3 separate regions of the Mus musculus genome follow, and all the other regions are linked to region 3. A link is a contact called in public HiChIP or PLAC-seq data. All regions are on one chromosome and are shown on one strand. The core of a region is the stretch at or near the end of the contact, and the rest is flanking DNA. Distances in the headings are between cores, read along the strand shown. Region 1 holds the start of Yars (tyrosyl-tRNA synthetase). Region 2 holds the start of Bsdc1 (BSD domain containing 1). Region 3 holds the start of AU040320 (expressed sequence AU040320).

What was found. HiChIP or PLAC-seq counts read pairs in DNA pulled down with a chosen protein or histone mark.
Region 1: a contact with region 3 is called in an H3K27ac HiChIP or PLAC-seq map of large pre-B cells, with 4 times the contacts expected there. The contact joins the promoter of Yars here to the promoter of AU040320 in region 3.
Region 2: a contact with region 3 is called in an H3K4me3 HiChIP or PLAC-seq map of pro-B cells, with 10 times the contacts expected there. The contact joins the promoter of Bsdc1 here to the promoter of AU040320 in region 3. A contact is called at or near these places in 2 of 115 datasets of contacts at active chromatin or transcription factors (astrocytes and pro-B cells).

Annotation. Positions count from the first base shown.
Region 1 is chr4:129,188,501-129,191,200 of GRCm38.p6, forward strand. Yars (tyrosyl-tRNA synthetase) reads left to right here and starts at 1,403. Exons shown (of 13, transcript NM_134151.5): 1 at 1,403-1,572. The coding sequence starts at 1,516. It overlaps S100pbp (S100P binding protein), which reads right to left and starts at 1,079. Exons shown (of 7, transcript NM_001379590.1): 1 at 1,042-1,079.
Region 2 is chr4:129,460,414-129,463,113 of GRCm38.p6, forward strand. It overlaps Bsdc1 (BSD domain containing 1), which reads left to right and starts at 1,266. Exons shown (of 11, transcript NM_133889.2): 1 at 1,266-1,292; 2 at 1,529-1,589. The coding sequence starts at 1,282.
Region 3 is chr4:126,752,424-126,755,123 of GRCm38.p6, forward strand. AU040320 (expressed sequence AU040320) reads left to right here and starts at 1,347. Exons shown (of 21, transcript NM_133886.2): 1 at 1,347-1,572. Ncdn (neurochondrin) reads right to left here and starts at 1,006. Exons shown (of 7, transcript NM_011986.4): 1 at 548-1,006. The coding sequence starts at 580.

The DNA.
Region 1 (2,700 bases), core at 153-2,652, 2.4 Mb after region 3:
TGAAAGAATTTGCAACTCCCTCTGGGCTAACTGCAAACAAGGTAAAATGGAAAGATAACCGGTCTGGAAATCTCTGCTTTAGGTAACAATTCCCCCAGACTAGGGAGCCAAGAATTCCCACACAGGCCCAGGCAGCAGATTTTTCTAAACTGAAGCAACAGGTTTCTTTTACAAGAATAGTCTATTAAAGCCTGGGGCTCTTAACAACCACGGGGGGGTGGGGGGGGGAGGACAAAAAACAAAAAATGAGGGCAGCCGGTGAACTCCGTCCTCATTTGGTGGCCCTCTGAAGAAGGGCTCACCTTAGGTGTCTGCAGCATTCCCTGCGGCCCTGGATGAAACCCAGCAACGGTGGCCCAGGGATACCTTGCGAGGATGCCCGCGGGCCTCCCCGTCGGGAACACTACCCGCCCGCCCGCCGCGCCCAGGGCCTCTGCACTTCCCTCCTCCTCCCACTCGGGAGAGCGAGTCCTCGCCTCCCCGCGGATAGCGGGAGGAGCGCGTGTTCCCTCCGCGCCCCTCCCCCCAGGGGCGACCCAGGTCCCCCCGCGGGCTCCGCCAGGGCACCCGACCTCAGGGGACAGACGCTGACTGCCACATCTCGGCAGGCTGCGGCCCGCGGTCGCCCGGAGTGGGTCGCCCTCTCCCGCCACGACGCCCCGCGGGAAGCCCGCCATCCCCGCTCTCCCTAGCAACAGCCTCCCGCGGGGAAGGCAGGCACCGGGAGAGGAAGACCCCCCCCCCCGCCCCCACTGGCAGGGCCGGCGGCCCGAGGACCTGACAGCTCCCTTTTCCTCAGCGGGATGAGGGGCGTCACTCGCCCACGGATGTGGAGGTGGGGGGCAGGGACAACCTCCCCGCCCGCCATCACCTCTGGCGCGAGAAGCAGCCCTTCCCTCAGCGAGACGAGCTTCCCTACTCCTCACGGGGGCAAGACGAAGAACGCGGCCCTGTGGAGAAGCAACAGGCGGCCCGCCCCCTCCCCCCCGACCCCTCGCCTAGACGACGGGCGCCGACCCTTACGTCCCGCCCGCTCTTCACCTCCGGAAGCCGGGCCAAAAGCCTGGGCGAGCGGCAGCACCTCACTCCGCCCCCTGCGCCATTTTATCGCCCCCTTCACGACCTCCCCCACCCCGAGGCAGCGGGGCCAACACCAGGGGGAGGGCAAGCAAGCAGTGATTGGCAGGAAACCGCCCCGCCCCTGAGAGGGTGCGTCATGGGCGGCCTTCCTAACCCCGCCCCCCAGCTCCACCTACACTGTTTTGGTTTTTTTTTTTTTGGATGGTTCCGCCCCTTCCTGTTTCATCGATTCTTTCGACTCTCTGCTGCTCCTGACTCGGGGATGCTCGGGGAGAGGAGGGGACAGACAGAATCTAGGCCTAGCAAGCGGAGCGACGAGCTCAGCTGATGCAACCCGACGGGACTAGCGTGACAGTTCCCGGCACGCGGAGACGACGGCGAACGAGGAAAGGGCGCGGGTGCCGGCTGAGCGCGGGAAACAGAGACAGCGGAGCCATGGGTGATGCTCCAAGCCCTGAGGAGAAGCTGCATCTTATCACCCGGAACCTGCAGGTCAGGCCTTGGTGGGGGGTTGGGATGCGCCGTTGGGTACCGAGAATTTGAAGTCCCATGATTCCCGATGCCAATCCCTAAACGAGTGGGGCCGCGGTCTCCGCGCCTGGGCGGCTCTACGGCCCTCTCTGCTAGTTGATCAGTCAAGCAGCCATTCTCAGGGTGCAAGAGAAACTCCAGTGGGCTCACCCTTTGTGTGCACGTAGCTTGTGCTCCAGCCATTCCTGGGGCTGGGAACCTCATTCCACCCATCCTATTCCATGCCGGGAGCACTGCTAGGCTCTAGGGAGTCAGGGCCATGTCTTTCCAGGACTCTGGCGGAGAGAACCGGAAATTTAAAAGGACCTATAACCCAAATAAAACACGTACTGAAAGTTCCTATGACTGAAGTTCTGAAAAGAAATAAGGGGCGAGCTGGCCGAAGAGATGGCTCTGAAATGGAAAGAAAGTACTGCTCTTACAGAAGACCCGTTTTCAGTTCCCAGCACCCATGTCAGGTTATTCGGTACGGCCTGTATCAGGGGATCTGACGTCCTCTTCTGGCGTGTGTGTGTGTGTGTGTGTGTGTGTGTGTGTTGTGTACACGCGGGCGCTGAGAACTGCATTTCAGACAGGGAAGACCCAAGGGGAAGCAAGAATATTGTAGAACAGGGAGAAGGCTAGGCTCAGCTCCGTGGTAAAGCATGAGTAAGGCCCTGGACTCAGCCTTCAGTGCCCTCACACACCCTTTGTCCAAGGACACTGATTTAAATGGAATAAAGCAAGCACAGTACTGCTCGGCCACCACAACTCCCTGCCAACAGAACCGTTTCCATCCCTGCCTGCCCGTGCCTCTGATGTTCCTCCACAGAACCTATTGCTGTCCTTTGACATGTTCTCTAAGGAGAGACAGGTAGGAGCCAAGTCATGAGGGGCTTGTAAACTTTGTTTTACAAGCCAGATAAAGACTGGACTAGAATTACGCTAAGGGCGGTTGCACCACCAAGCTATTTTTTTTTTTAAATTTACCTATCCTGGGTGTGGTGGTACATGCTACCTGTAATCTTAATACCTGAGAGTCAGAGACAGGGGGGTGGCTGCAATTTGGAGGCCAGCCTTGTTTACATAATGAGTTCCTGGCTAGGTAGA
Region 2 (2,700 bases), core at 16-2,515, 2.7 Mb after region 3:
TTATTTTTTTATTTATTTATTTATTTATTTATTTATTTTTATTACATATTTTCCTCAATTACATTTCCAACGCTATCCCAAAAGTCCCCCATACCCTCCCCCCCACTTCCTTACCCACTCATTCCCATTTTTTTTTTGGCCCTGGCATTCCCCTGTACTGGGGCATATACAGTTTGCGTGTCCAATGGGCCTCTCTTTCCAGTGATGGCAGACTAGGCCATCTTTTGATACATATGCAGCTAGAGTCAAGAGCTCCGGGGTACTGGTTAGTTCATAATGTTGTTCCACCTATAGGGTTGCAGATCCCTTTAGCTCCTTGGGTACTTTCTCTAGCTCCTCCATTGGGAGCCCTGTGATCCATCCAATAGTTGTTAGTTTTTTAGACAGGAGAAATACCAGCAACAATCTTTTTGAAAGTTAGATGGGAGGCCTTGGGGAACACTGGGAGAATTAGTATATAGCTTGTTCCTCAGGCAGGTAAGAGGCTATGGGATCAGGTAGCAGTGATGACCTTGATTACAGTGTAGCCTTCGAGGAGGGGAGTCAACCTCCTGCTGGAGGTGAAGGAGGGGTTTGTGTAGATTGAGGAAGTAGTAGGTAGGGCCACAGGATCTATGTAAATCCCCCTTCCACCACACAATAGACCTCAATTCCCCCCTATCAGTGGGATTTTTCCAGAACACTTTCAGCTAGCGTTTTCTTAAATCGGGCTTAAGAAATAATGTGAATATGTATCTGCCTCTCCAAATGATCCTGGGTGTCATCCCGAGGAGAGCTCTGGATTCTCCCCATAGCCTTACTCTGGCTCTGAGGTCCGCAATCGGAGCTTGCTGAATTAGCCTGCAGCAGAACACCAAGGAGCTGCTACGCGGCTGGCTTCACAAAGGGGGGCGGAACTTAACTCCAGGTTCTAAGAACACAACGTCCCAACCCGGCCTCTCCTTTCCTCGCCTCGCCTTCTAATTGGCGGTCTAACGAGCCTGCCGAAATTGGCCCGGAGAGGCCACTGTAGTCAGGGACTACCGGGAAAGCTAGCGGCTGGTTGGTGGGACCCGAGGACAATCTTACACACCATTGGATCGAGAGTTCAGAGGCGGGACAAATCGCATTTGGGACATGGATTGGACAAAGGCCAGACACATTGATGTAGGGGGGCGGGGACTGGGCGGAGAGTTGTCCTTGTGTTAAGATTGGGGCACGCTCATGGGGGCGGAGCCTGAGGGGGCGGTGCCGTGTCGGAAGTCAAAGGTCGGTAAATAGTGGTGATGTCATGCTGGCAAGATGGCGGAAGGGTGAGCTTGGCGTTCCGCTTTCTGGCGTTGGGGGCTTGGGCTTTTCGAGGGATGGGGTACTGGGCCAGGGGTCCCTGTTGGGGACAGGCTGCCGGTGCGGGTGCGGACTGAGCTGGAAGGGCAGAGCGGAGGCGTGGTGCGAGGGCATGGGGAAGCGGCCGGAAAAGCCTCATCTCCGGCCGGAGGCTGGGCTGGAGTCGCCCGGCAGGGCCGTCAGATGTGTCTGTCTTCCACAGGGAGGACGTGGGGTGGTGGCGGAGCTGGCTGCAGCAGAGCTACCAGGCAGTCAAAGAGAAGGTAAGCCGGGCCAGCACCCTTCCCTCGGCAGGGCACCGCGGCCGTCTCCTTGCAACCAACCCCAGCTAGCCCCTGCTTGGGTTTTTTTGAGCTTCTGTGAGGCCATTTACGAGAAAAGGGTAGAACACCACCACTAACAACATCTTACTCTTAAACAGCAATATTTATTAGAATATGTGACAGTCACTACTCACAGACAGGTTGGGAGGATATAGACCTTAGCCAGACAGATAGTCTTGGGCCTCACAAAGCTCAGTCTGGTGTGGAGGCAGTCAAGCAAAATAGTTGCTTAGTTACTGTTGTGAATACCGGGAAAGGGCAGTCCCTAATTGTCCAGACTAGGGAGTCATGAGCATGCCAAGGAAGGTGTAGCCAAGAATCCGGGTAGAGATGAGGATTGCCATATGCGCTGGTACCTGATGGTGCCTATGTGACTGGTTTACAAAGGGATGAGGGGGGGCCAGAGAGTGGAGACCTGGGGAAGTGGCTGTGATTGTGACTAATGCTTGTCCTTGTCCTAGGCAATGCCAGTTGGTGTTCCTGTTTTATCCCACATTCCTTTATTTACAGGCAGCCCAACTAAGTCGTGGGGTAACTAATTACTGTTTACCTCAAGCAAGTGAAGGGAGTCGTGCTTCAGGGCAGACTCCGAGAGGCTTCTGATCTCAAGTCAGCCCAGTACTTTAGGAACGGTTTTTGTTTGTTTGGTTTTTGGTTTTTTGGTTTTTGTTTTTATTTTCTCCTTGCTCCGGGTTCTCCTGGGAAGCCTCCGCTCAAGCTACAGCTCAGCACATCTGAGAATTCCCTGTGCTGGAAGTTTTATTGATGATGGAGAGGCAGGACTTTACGCTAAGGATTAATATGAGACCTCAAGCATGCAAAGAAAGTGTGCTATCCGGCAGGTGTCCTGTCCTGTGAGGACTCCCCGTGTGTTTCGAGGCTTTCAGGAAGAGACTTAATCTCTCCCTTTAGTTCCTTACATTTCTGGGAACTTGGACAAGTTATTTTGTTGTTATTGGTGGTGGTCGTGGTTTGTTTTATTTTGAGACAGGGTCTCATGGTGTATGTCGCCCTTGGCTGCCCTGGGACCATTATGTAGACCAGGCTGGCC
Region 3 (2,700 bases), core at 97-2,596:
TCTCTCTCCAGGAGGCACACGAGGAGTGAGCGGTGAGGACAGACAGGGAGGAATGCAGACAGACACGGGTCAAGTTCGATTATCCGGACTCACGCCGACAAGGAAGAAAAGGACATTCTAGGGTTCCTTTCCCCTCCCTTCTTCAGAGAAAGTAGACTGGCTTCAGCAGGAGTGAGAAGGCAAGCTCTCCAGAGAAGGCTTTGAAGACTCCCCTGTGGACCCACCCCTCCAGCCAGGGCTCTTAATCGCCCCCGCAGCCTCCTTGCCTTCTCTTCTTTCCCTCCCTCGGGCAGAGGCTGCAGAGGCTGCAGAGGCTGCAAGAGCAGGAGCTGCAGCTGCTGCTGCAGCAGCAGCAACATTAACCCCTTGTGCTCCCTGTACTCTCCCTGTCCGTCCCGCTAACAGCCTGTGGGTGCCGGCACTGGCTGGAGAAGGAAAGAGGGGTCGGGTGGCTCTCAGGATAACAGAATCCAAAAGCCGGATAATCGAAGCGGGGCTGCAGTGATGGAGAGATGAGAAGGGGAGAAGGGATCCTGGCGGTCACCACCTGTCCCGCCGCAGCCAGGTCACAACACGACATTGATGAAGTCGAACGACAGGGCAGCGATGAGATCACACTTCACGATGGCGCGGTGATGTCACGGAGAGATCACAGCGAAATCACGACATGAAGGGGACAGCCCCCAAATATGATAGGGCAAATTTAAAAAAATATATAGGTAGATAGATAAATACTGAAAGGGGTTGTGACAAAATGGAGTCTCGACAGGGTACGGTGATGTCGAGATATGGCACGATGGAGTCGCGATAGGGTCCCTGGGGAGTCTCGGCATCGATCAGCGCCGGTTCGGAGAGGCTCCGGCTGAGATGCAGGGGAGGGCTTGAAGGGGGCTGAGCTCACCAGGCTGCGGCCCCGAGCGGCGAAGTCTTTCTCCGGGCGCGATGCTCCGGGAGCCTGGGGCTGCTGCTCACGCCGCGTTGCCCACTCTTGGCTCCAGGCTGCTACAGCTCCACCCCCACCCCCGCATCGCTCTCGACCAATCGGCGCTGGGCTCACTCCGCACTCTGACCAATGGCACAGCAGGGCGCTAAGCAGTAGGGGGGCGCCTCCGGTGCGGCCATCTTGCTTGTGGGCAATTGCCCGAGTCTGGGGCCTGAGTGCTCGAGCTAAGGAGGAAAGGTGCGGGCCGCCCCGCAAGGGCTCGCGGCCAAAGGCTGAGGGCCCGGACGTCCTCGCTTGTGCGTAGCTCTCCCCTCAGCGCCGCCCCTCCTCCCACTTTTGGGCTCGCGGCTGGAATTGCGCTTCCGGAGGGTGGGGGCAGGAGGACTGGCTCAGCGTGAAGAGTATGTTTCCGGGTTGAGCCCCGGGAGGTGGGAAGGAGGCGGCGTTTCCGGCCGCGGTCGCTGTCCAGGGAGGCTGAGGCAAGAGGGAGCTGTCCGGGTGGGGAGCCAGCACTTCCTTCTTCCTCCTCTGCGTGAGGGGAGAGAAGGTTGGGGGTCCCCGAGCCCATGGATCGGGAGGAGGCGGAGGCCGCCGAGAGCCGGCACCCCTCTATGTGGCCCTGAGCCCCGGTAGGTGGCCGGGGCGGCTGACTGCCAGGCCGAGGACCAGGAGCTCAGGGGAGGGGCAGAGGCGGGACGGGCGATGCCTCGGGTACGCTGGTCCGGCGTTGGGACCCGGAGATGGCGCTCCTGGCTGGGACAGGACAAATCTGCTGCTTCTAGCCTTGCAGGTGCCAGAGTCCCAATCTGAACCCCTCCGCTTTGGGACTCAGGCCTGGTCAGGCAGCTCCCTCTATTCCCTGACATATGGGCAGACCAGGCTGAGGCACTGCGGTCCTTATGATACTCTCGACCTCTGCAGCCTCGTCCCGAGTTGCTGTCTCTGGTGTTTGATGATCTTCCCATCGAGATTAAAAGAAAAGAAAAGGGAAAAAAAAAAGTTGATACAGAATAAAGGGGGCGGGGCTGGGCTCGTTGGCGAAAACCTTCCTCCTTGAGAATTTTGACAATTATGCCCCTTAGAGGGTCCTGCGGTGGCTGCAGTGAGCACAAAAAGCGAACTGAAGGAAGTCAAAGTAGAAGACCTCAGGCGGGGTTCCAGGAATGCTTTGCCTGGTCTCATCTCACGGTGGTTGTGCCCAACTGACAATAGAAGCTGTTAAAGCTCCTTAGCTGACTCTCCTTGTGCTATCTTGTGATTAACAGACTGGAAACTAGGAACAAATTGGAAAGACGACCTCCTAGAACAATCTGTTCATTTTTCCAGCTATTTGGAAAACAGTGTTTGCAAATATAAGCAAAGCTATTCATGCAGTCTGTTCTGTAACTTTCTCAAACATCTAGGACTTTTTTCTTTCTTTCTTTCTTTCTTTCTTTCTTAAAGCTTTATTCTTGATTACTCACACCCGTTGAATAGACCGGCTCTGTCGTTATTCAAACATATCTTATCGCTGTGTATATAAATGGAGTTCCACGTATGTAGCTGACAGACTGAACTATGATACATTCCCCATCAACCTGAAGTATTAAGTAAACATTACCCCCTGCTGTATCTGAACAGCTGCTGCAACAGCGTGCTTTTATTTCGGGTGTACTTGTAACGCCCTAAATGCCAGAACTACCGGGAGCTTTTCTAGATTTTCATTTGTCGAGTATTGTGGGGGTGTGTGTGTTCTCTCCCTGGGTTGCTACCCTTTG